Regions from separate parts of the Zea mays genome. Here all the other regions are linked to region 3. Evidence: chromatin contacts called from public Hi-C data. All regions are on one chromosome and are shown on one strand. The core of a region is the stretch at or near the end of the contact, and the rest is flanking DNA. Distances in the headings are between cores, read along the strand shown.

The links. A called contact is a pair of places that touch in the nucleus more often than the background predicts.
Region 1: a Hi-C map of leaf shows a contact between it and region 3, with 5 times the contacts expected there. The contact joins the enhancer-like site here to the promoter of LOC103643674 in region 3. A contact is called at or near these places in 14 of 25 Hi-C or Micro-C datasets (bundle sheath, ear, endosperm and 5 more) and 1 of 3 datasets of contacts at active chromatin or transcription factors (leaf).
Region 2: a contact with region 3 is called in a Hi-C map of ear, with 1.9 times the contacts expected there. The contact joins the promoter of LOC100277881 here to the promoter of LOC103643674 in region 3. A contact is called at or near these places in 2 of 25 Hi-C or Micro-C datasets (ear and tassel).

What each region holds. Positions count from the first base shown.
Region 1 is chr1:255,012,776-255,015,475 of Zm-B73-REFERENCE-NAM-5.0, reverse strand. It overlaps LOC103643672, which reads right to left. Exons shown (of 10, transcript XM_035964306.1): 10 at 2,472-2,700. Among protein-coding and RNA genes, the nearest start is that of LOC103645455, 18 kb to the right of the region's middle. Within about 2 kb of position 1,380, at least 19 of the 20 cell types and tissues checked have an H3K27ac peak or open chromatin away from gene starts, as enhancers often do. A contact at or near this core is called in bundle sheath, ear, endosperm and 5 more, where this site is marked.
Region 2 is chr1:255,413,590-255,416,321 of Zm-B73-REFERENCE-NAM-5.0, reverse strand. It overlaps LOC100277881, which reads right to left and starts at 1,314. Exons shown (of 2, transcript NM_001372526.1): 1 at 1,182-1,314; 2 at 328-1,102. The coding sequence starts at 1,070. The coding sequence ends at 492.
Region 3 is chr1:255,229,509-255,232,327 of Zm-B73-REFERENCE-NAM-5.0, reverse strand. LOC103643674 (fructokinase-like 2, chloroplastic) reads right to left here and starts at 1,404. Exons shown (of 5, transcript XM_008666858.3): 1 at 579-1,404; 2 at 55-347. The coding sequence starts at 1,084. LOC103643675 (a long non-coding RNA gene) reads left to right here and starts at 808. Exons shown (of 4, transcript XR_004855532.1): 1 at 808-971; 2 at 1,403-2,665.

The sequences.
Region 1 (2,700 bases), core at 131-2,630, 220 kb after region 3:
CATTACGGCACAGGGGACTTCGGGGAGTCGGTTCTAGGCCGATGGTACTGGTACGCGTACATACTAGCGAGCCAGCGACGAAACCTTAAGACAGAAGAAAGCAGAGTAGCTAGCGAAGTGAACACACGCACGAGTGAGGTTCTTGCGTTGGTATTACCGCAATACCCACATGTTATATTGTTTTCGTGCTGACAAGTCATGACTCGTTTTTGCGGTTGTATGTTTTAACCCCTATCAGAGAGGCTAGTTTGGGTACTCTAGTAATAAATGAAATTGGAGTGAATTGATATGTGTTGAGAGAATATTTGATCTATTGGAGATTTACACCATCTCCAATCCCTTTAAAACACTCTAATCCCAAAGTATCCAAACTAGACCTTAGCTATTCTGCAACCGTGAGAGAAAGAGGGATAAGGTTGTAGCCTACTGCACTTGGGATGGGTTGTTCGTGTGATAACAAAAGTGCTTCATATACGACCCATTCGTATGACCAACAATAATCTATAATCGTTATTGAATCTTGTTTTTATTAACTAATAAATCATGAGCAATTAGATGACTCTGGTTGTATTTAGGGTGTGTTTGGTTGTAATGATAGGACAGGATGTGATAGTACGATCCATTAAATAAAGTTGTTTGGTTCAGGATCAGATATTGGAACAGAACTATCTCAATGTTGTCCTCAGTTGTCCTAGGACGAGAGAGAACGACAGGGGACGTCTTTATCTTGTCCGTCTCTAGCTATCCTGCAACTAAACACATCCTAAATCTACCACTCGGGTCGCACGTGTAGCAGCATTTATGTGATAAGATGGTGCTACAATTAATTAATTGTGAACCATGTTTAACTAGGGAACGAGTAACGACGAGTGACGACGGTAGTAGATACTAGGGGCATGCAGTAGGCTTCAGTTACAAGATGTGGCGACGAACAAGGAAGAGAAAGATTGTCCCCGGTCAAACGATGCAGTGCGCAACGCAAGCAAGCAAGCACACGGGCGGCCTCGAACCTCGAACCCACAGTGGACGGATCACTCCTGCTCCTGCTCCTGCTCTGCTCAATTCAGGGCAGCGACCGCGCCCACACGTGCGGCTGTCCGGACCACCCCACCCCACCCTGGGACTGCTCACTGGGGCGACGAGATGGATGGATGGATGGGCAGCGACGGATCTCCATCTCCTCGGTGACCTCGCCGCCCACTGGCACCGCAGCGGATGGACTGGATCGGAGGGAATCTCTCAGAGGCAGGCAGGCAGGCAACCGCCCACCCGTGCGGGTGCGAACCGCGGATTCCCCGCCCGAGGCAACCAGCAATCCAATCCGGCCGCATTCAGTTCAGGACTCCAGCCTGCCCACCTGCCTCTGTCTGCCTCCGCACACGTGCAAGACCTGCCGGTAGCAGCATGCACACCTGTCGACCCACCATGCGTCCACCGGGATGCATTTCCATACCGCTCCTTCCATTCTAAAACAATTACACACCATCTTCGCTGCCGGCTTTAATCCAACGACGACGACTACTGCTTTCTATAGTATTTTGTCTTTATAGATTACAGTAATAATAATCTAAACAGCTACAGGTGAAGAGCAGCCCAACAGTCTGACCGCGATTCAAAGTTTATCCTAAAACAAAGAATCAACAGTCTGACTATTTTTATGGTTTTTCGACTTTTCGGTTTCGGTTTTATGTATTTATTTATTTTTGAAAATTTTGGTGTTGGTTTTTTTCTTCTTACAGCGCAAGAATCCGCCGCACCGAATAACGGGTGTGCATTTGCAAGTTTGCAACACCACCGCGACCCTCCACGGTTTCGTCGTGTTTCCCTACCACAGGCCCACGCCAACAGCACGGCTCAAAGAAAAACTCCCTCCAAGGCAGCCCACAAAACACTTCACTTGACAGAGTAGCCCAGCAGGCCAGCACTACGGCCCACCAGCACGGAGGCCACACCCTTCTAACCTAGCGCGCCGGCGGGTAATGACTAGACAAGAAAAACAATTAGGCTAGCGTAACGTAACCTTTCAAACAGAAAAATTAGTTATTATTCATAATGACTTGACAAGAAAATACGATATCATTGTCACCTTTCAAACAGAAACATTCCCCTCTATAGTAGCACAGCCAAAGTTTTTTTTTTTTGGTTTGTTAAAACCACCAAACAATAACCGCTAGTTCGGTTGGGTGATTTCAATTCTGATGTATGAACCGAGTTGCCACTCGTAGAAAATGCGTGAATCATTAGAAGCAAATATTCTGACTAGACTCATTTTCTTCATGTCTTCTGGAAACCGGTAAGGCCTCTGTTCGGCAGCCAGTTGACAGCCCACACCGGCCAGGCCAGCCACAACCGGCGGAGGCATTTACCTGCACTGCCTGTCGTGCCCTGTGTCCGTTTGGCACAGATTGCTGCAGGTTGCAAACAAGCAAGCAGTGCGAGCGGAACAAGCATGCACATCTCCACAAGTCACATGCTAATACTTCTTAACTTCTTAACCAGCAGAACAAGCATGCAAATAGCAATGCTAATACTTCTTATCCAATAGCAGAACAAGCATGCAAACTTGTTCGTTTACATCCAAAAGACAGCAGAACAAGCATACAAAATAGCGCCCAATAGCAATGCTAGTACTTAACCAGCTAGCACATGCTGAGAGAGCACAAAAAAAGAGCATAAATTCCGGGTCCATTCTATGACATT
Region 2 (2,732 bases), core at 65-2,564, 180 kb before region 3:
CATGGCATCGCATCACGCTAGAATAGGCAAATGAAGGAGATTAATGATTACGAAAGCTTAAAATGATTATCTCTATCTCGGAAAAAAATTTGATGCAGCCGGCTGTAAACTTTGCAGCCCTTCAAAAAAGAAGGATAGACCTCATCCACAGAAGCAACAACACAATTAAAATATTACCTGATAGACATGCAGGTGGGCCTATCCTCCTTTTTTGAGAGGTGCCGTAAACATTCTAGTTTGCAGCCGGCTGCACCAAAATTTTCCCCTCATCTCCTCCTAATCACAAAACTAATTTTAAATCACACACAATTTCACAAATCGGCAATTGGTCAAGCGAGATACTAATCGTTAAACCGGCTGCCTGACATGCATGCTAGTACAGCCTACAAGGCTACCCACTAGCAGCTGCATGGCTGCATCCTCTCGTACAAGTACAACCAACAACTACGCAAACTTGGAATCCTAATCAAGAACCAAACGCATTGACCACCTCACGCCATCTCAAGGCCGCCGCTGACGCACTGCACGAGCCATGGCGACCGCGGTGGCTGCTTGGCCGCCGCCGCTTCCTGGAGACGACGAAACGCCGGCACTGCCCTCTGGTACGGTGGCGACCCACCACCGGTGTCCGTGGACGACGCCGCCGTCGTCAGCAGGCTCCCCCCGGAGATGTCCGAGCCCGAGCCTAAGGGGGTCGTAGCGGTGCCCGTGCTAGTCTCAATCTCGTCTTGGCGCCTCCTCCGGCACCGGCCGCCACCGCCGATGGCTAGCGTCAGCTCCAGCCCGGCGTCCTCCGCTGGCGGTGGCGCGATGACGACGGCGGGGAGGTGGTGGTGCAGTTGCAGGTCCAGCGCGCGGCGCCGCGGCTGCCTGCGCCGCCTGGTCTGGCGCCGCCGGCAGCTGATGAGTTCCGACGACGGCCTGGACAGGCCGCCCATCAGCTGCTTCTGCACCCGGTACAGCCGGTGCAGCTCGTGGACCTGCTGCCTGAAGGTCTCTTCGTGCCTGAGCATGGCCATCTTCACGAGCTCCATCTCCATGTCGCAGTGGCTCACAAACGGCTTCTCCATCTGCACCGCCCTCTGTCCTTGCTCTCAGTCCTCTGCCAGAATTGAAGGTGCAAGATGCAGAGATCACCAATCAGTAATCCACCGGATCAAAATATGTTTGTTGTACTCTACCTTGTTCTCTCCCTTTTTTTTCTCCTTGTTCAGTGAAGCGGATCAGATTCTTGTTCAGTCAGTGATCATAGAAGCTGCCTGAAGCCAGCACGCATGCAGCATGAGACAGACAGAGAGAGCAAGAGGGAAAAGCAAGTTTTGGGAGTGGGGAGTGAGTGCAGGGGTGGGGGGGTTTATATAGACCTAAAAAACTTGGTCAATTCTTGGCTGCAGAAAATGCAATGATGCATGGAGAGAATATTTGGGCTGGCCCCTGGCCCCTTAAGCTCGGCAGGCCGAACAAGAGCAGTGGCATGAATGATCCTGTGCAATGCATGAGCTGCCCCTCCCGGAGCAGACCGCATTGGCAGATGGCAGGGGCCTAGTTTAGCCGCTGGATGGGCCCCCACGCAATTGTGGGCCCCACATGGCCAGAGGCAGCCGAGAGCCACAGCACCGGTGCCGTGTACTACGCCTGCACTGCTTCCCTCGGCGGGCCGGACATGCAACGGCAACGCAGTGCATTCACTGTCTCACCGACAGTGCTGGTGTGCATGCATGTGAACGTAGGTGTGATAACGTGTTCTAAATTTTACACTATAGATTTTAAGAATAGTGTTGTATTATTTGTGGTATTGGTTATGGAACGACTGCATGGACGGTCCACGATTAGATAAGATCAAAGATTAAAACTCTGGCCTACCTCCTCGTGTGTTTATTCATCTAATTCCGCGGGAGCTGTTAGAGAACGCCTAGAAACAGGTCTAGACGTCCTCTTATATATTTGAAGAGGTAGGTCGATTAAGGAACCAACAATCGATCAAACAATTAATTTATCTTTCGTTGTTTACTTTTTGCCATAGGAGTAGACAGTAATATAGACTCCTTCTTCTAATCTTTGCCTCTCTCCAGTTTTACGTCGTTTAGAGGCGTCTTGTGTGACCTGTCAATCTCAAGATAAACCAAACCCTAGGATCTCTCCTCCTCGACAGAGTCCCACCTTGGAGTGAGATTCAGATGCTGTTGGTGAACTCCATCGCCTCTGTATACACGCGACCGTCCCGCCACCAGGTGCGAACCATCCGGATTGTCGGGTAGAAACCCTAGCTTCTGTTTTAGACCGCGAATCGTCCGATCCTCAATCGCGAACCGTTCGCGACTCTATGCACCGCCGTCGATACTCATTACAGTAATTGATCGGTGTCAACAAATAGGATATTATCTCTACAACTATTAAGAGCGGATTGTAGACTGCCCCCGCCGCTACCACATCCTCCCGCTACCACGCGCCCAGCCCCCGCAAAAATCGCCGCAACCGAACGCCGCGATTCCCCGCCCGCAGATCACGCGCAAGCGCAACCGACCCCTGCCGCGATTCCCCTCCGCGGCGAATCACCTGCATCCGCAACTTCCGCTGGAGCAGGGGCCCCATCTCCGGCCTGCTCAAGGGCTACGTCGGCCTCAGCACCGCCATCTTCATCGACACCTGCTTCGCGCTCTTCGCCGACGACCCGGCCTCGTTCCTCGTCATGCTCGCTGTCGTGCCGGCCGCCGTCTGCGCGCTCGCCATGG
Region 3 (2,819 bases), core at 155-2,654:
CAGCATATAGAAACAGAAGTGCTGCAAAAATGCAACCAATATGTAGGTATTTACCTTTCTTGCGGCCTCTCCTCTTAACTTCCTTAGTCTCTTCAGCGGCCGTTTGTTCAGTGATGACTTCGATTTCTTCTCCTACATCTCTCGATGTTTCAACGGTGGCTTTCTTTCTTCCACGTCTTGGGGTTCTCTTCTTTTTTGTTGAGGTTTCACCGTCACTTTCATCGCTTAACCCATCCACGGCATCTTGTGAAGTCCTTGATGCAAAATTAGCACTGCGGTTAAGCAAACTCACTGTAGATTTAGCCATGTTCTTCCCCATATTGTTTGTCTTGTAATGTATTTGACCCCTGCGCACAACACAATCCAAATGACTTGACCAGACAATATCCAGGTCCATGAATCACAGGACAGAGCCGCATTTCTAGTCCCAGAATGAACAAAGACACAATTCTGGCTCCTAATCTCCTCTATCGCACCACAGACTGCAGCGACCATACGGGGGGAAACGGCATGTTTCACGCGGACTCGCATTGATAATTGGGATATACAGCAACGGATTCACTATGTTGAGAGATTACCTCAATCGATGAGAAGGGGGCTGGGAGCAAGTGAACTGAGGATGGAGAAGAAGATAAGCCATCAATGGAGGCAAGTAGCAAAAATCCCGGTAGCCCCTCCAATCACTGCTCAGCAACGAGGAACAGCAAAACCCCAGGGGACAAGGAGGGGAACGGAGATTTGGCCGGAGCAAATTACACTTTGGCCCATAGTTATGAGGATAAGGGGTAGAAACGTCATACCAGAAAAGGCGTATTCCATTAATTCGCTTTCTTATTCTGTTCGCGTAACCTGTTGTTTTCCTCCCCAGTCGGCGCATGGCGCAGCGCTCTCCTCTGTGCCTGCGCCGCCTCAAATCAAATGAAATCGGGCCTCCTCCGCACTTCCCCAGTCCAATTTTTTTCGCTCGGGAGGTACCGATCTCTTCTTCTTCCCCCGTATAATGGAATGGCATCGAGTTGTATCTTCTCACATCCATGCTGACATTTGTTGTAGAACCCTTGATTCCTATGCTGCTTGCCACCATTTTTCCCAACTAGTTTTAGCGGTTATTGTTGTCGTTGTTGTTTACCGAAAAGAATCCTGTCGTATTCTCGCCTCGAGGTCACAGTGGTTCCGCCATACTTGTCCGGCTCCGACTTTTCAATTTCCAGCACCGGCCACTGTTGCTCTGTTGGAATCCTATCTTCCCCCCTGCTCTTGGTCTCCTCATGTCTACTGCCACAGTGCTACAGATGTGGAAATGAAGCTACTCTACTTCAGATTTCCGTTTCAAAGGATTGTTTAGCTTCAAATGCTCATTCTGATATAAAACAGTTTGCTAATTTTCCTCTCATGTTGGCAGTACCGAGCTTGTTGGGTCCTTAACAAGGGCGGGCGTGCATTTCCCGAGGCACCATTCATCTGTGGAATCCTATGTCTTTGCAAGCTCCCAAGGGCAAGAGATTGTCGTTGCTTTAGGGAGCAACGTGGATGATACACAATCAGTACAGCACCTGATCAACCACTGTTCATATATTCTGTTGTAAGATGGACAACCAAGCTTGGACGACATGATTACGATTTATGCCAAACTGATGAAGATATAGTCCCAGACCAGTTGATCTGGATGTGATATTTTATGATAAGCATCAAACGAACGGAAATATGAGAGAGCATTTTTTTTTCTAGCTCCTTTTGATGGATCTTCTAGGATCTCTTGATCCTTGGATCAATGCAAAGTTGGCATTCTCTCAATATGCTGAAATGTGCACTTTAAACTGTGGAAGAACCTTCATGGAGAGCCTTTGTTTGATCATAAAAGAAGGCCTAATAATAGTGTTGCCTGTGGGTCATGGCCTCATAGACATAATCTGAAGCCAGATATCTTTAGTGACAGGTGGAAATTCTTGAGTGGATGCTGTTTTTCTGAGGTCAAATTGCTAACATCTGAACATGCAGATACAGTTGGCATTGGCACTCGATCCACGTGCCATTTTGCAACAAGGCTCTCAGAGGAGGAAGAGCTTCAAAGGTTGATTCCTGTGCTGGGTGCAGTCGTTAAAGATACTTGAGATAGAAAGAAGCTTATCCATGAATACAATTATATGCAGAAGTGCAGGTGAAACTGTAAATCGAGGAGCATATATAGTGAATGATGTATCTCGCAGGTGCCTTAACCTCTGTTTCTCACATTGTGTGTACATGGCAGGGGATCTATTCACATTGCATAGGCTACAATCTGGGTTTATATAGCCTCTGAGCAATACTCAAGTGTCTTACATGGAACTGGCAGAGAACTTTTTGAACAGAACAGTTGGAGATCTCTTCTATTAACAGAGAAGAATAAGAACCCAAAAAAAACTGTACAGGAAAAAAGGAATCAAGCAGAGCTAAACAAGAACATCACACTAAGCTTGAAGGGAAGATTTAACTCAATTTTATGGCTTAATGGAACTGGCAGAGATTCCTTCGTTGAGAATATTGTTGACCCTTCTAAATATTCTTAACAGAACCCTCAGCTTCTTTCTGGTGTGTCATCCATCAGAAGGGAGAATTGTCAAGGGAGCATTATTGCTTCACATGTACTAGTATGTTACTTGAACCATCCAGGAAAAAGGATTTCAAGGTGGGATGTGTGTGAGTGTGTCAATCCCACATGCAATGGTAGATTTGATGTTGATATACAAAGGTTTGTGATGCATTGTTGAAGCAAATAAAAGATGGGGATGTTTTTTTGAACCAAAGCCTTAAGCTTTTGCCCTTGTTTTTTTCTCTCTTTC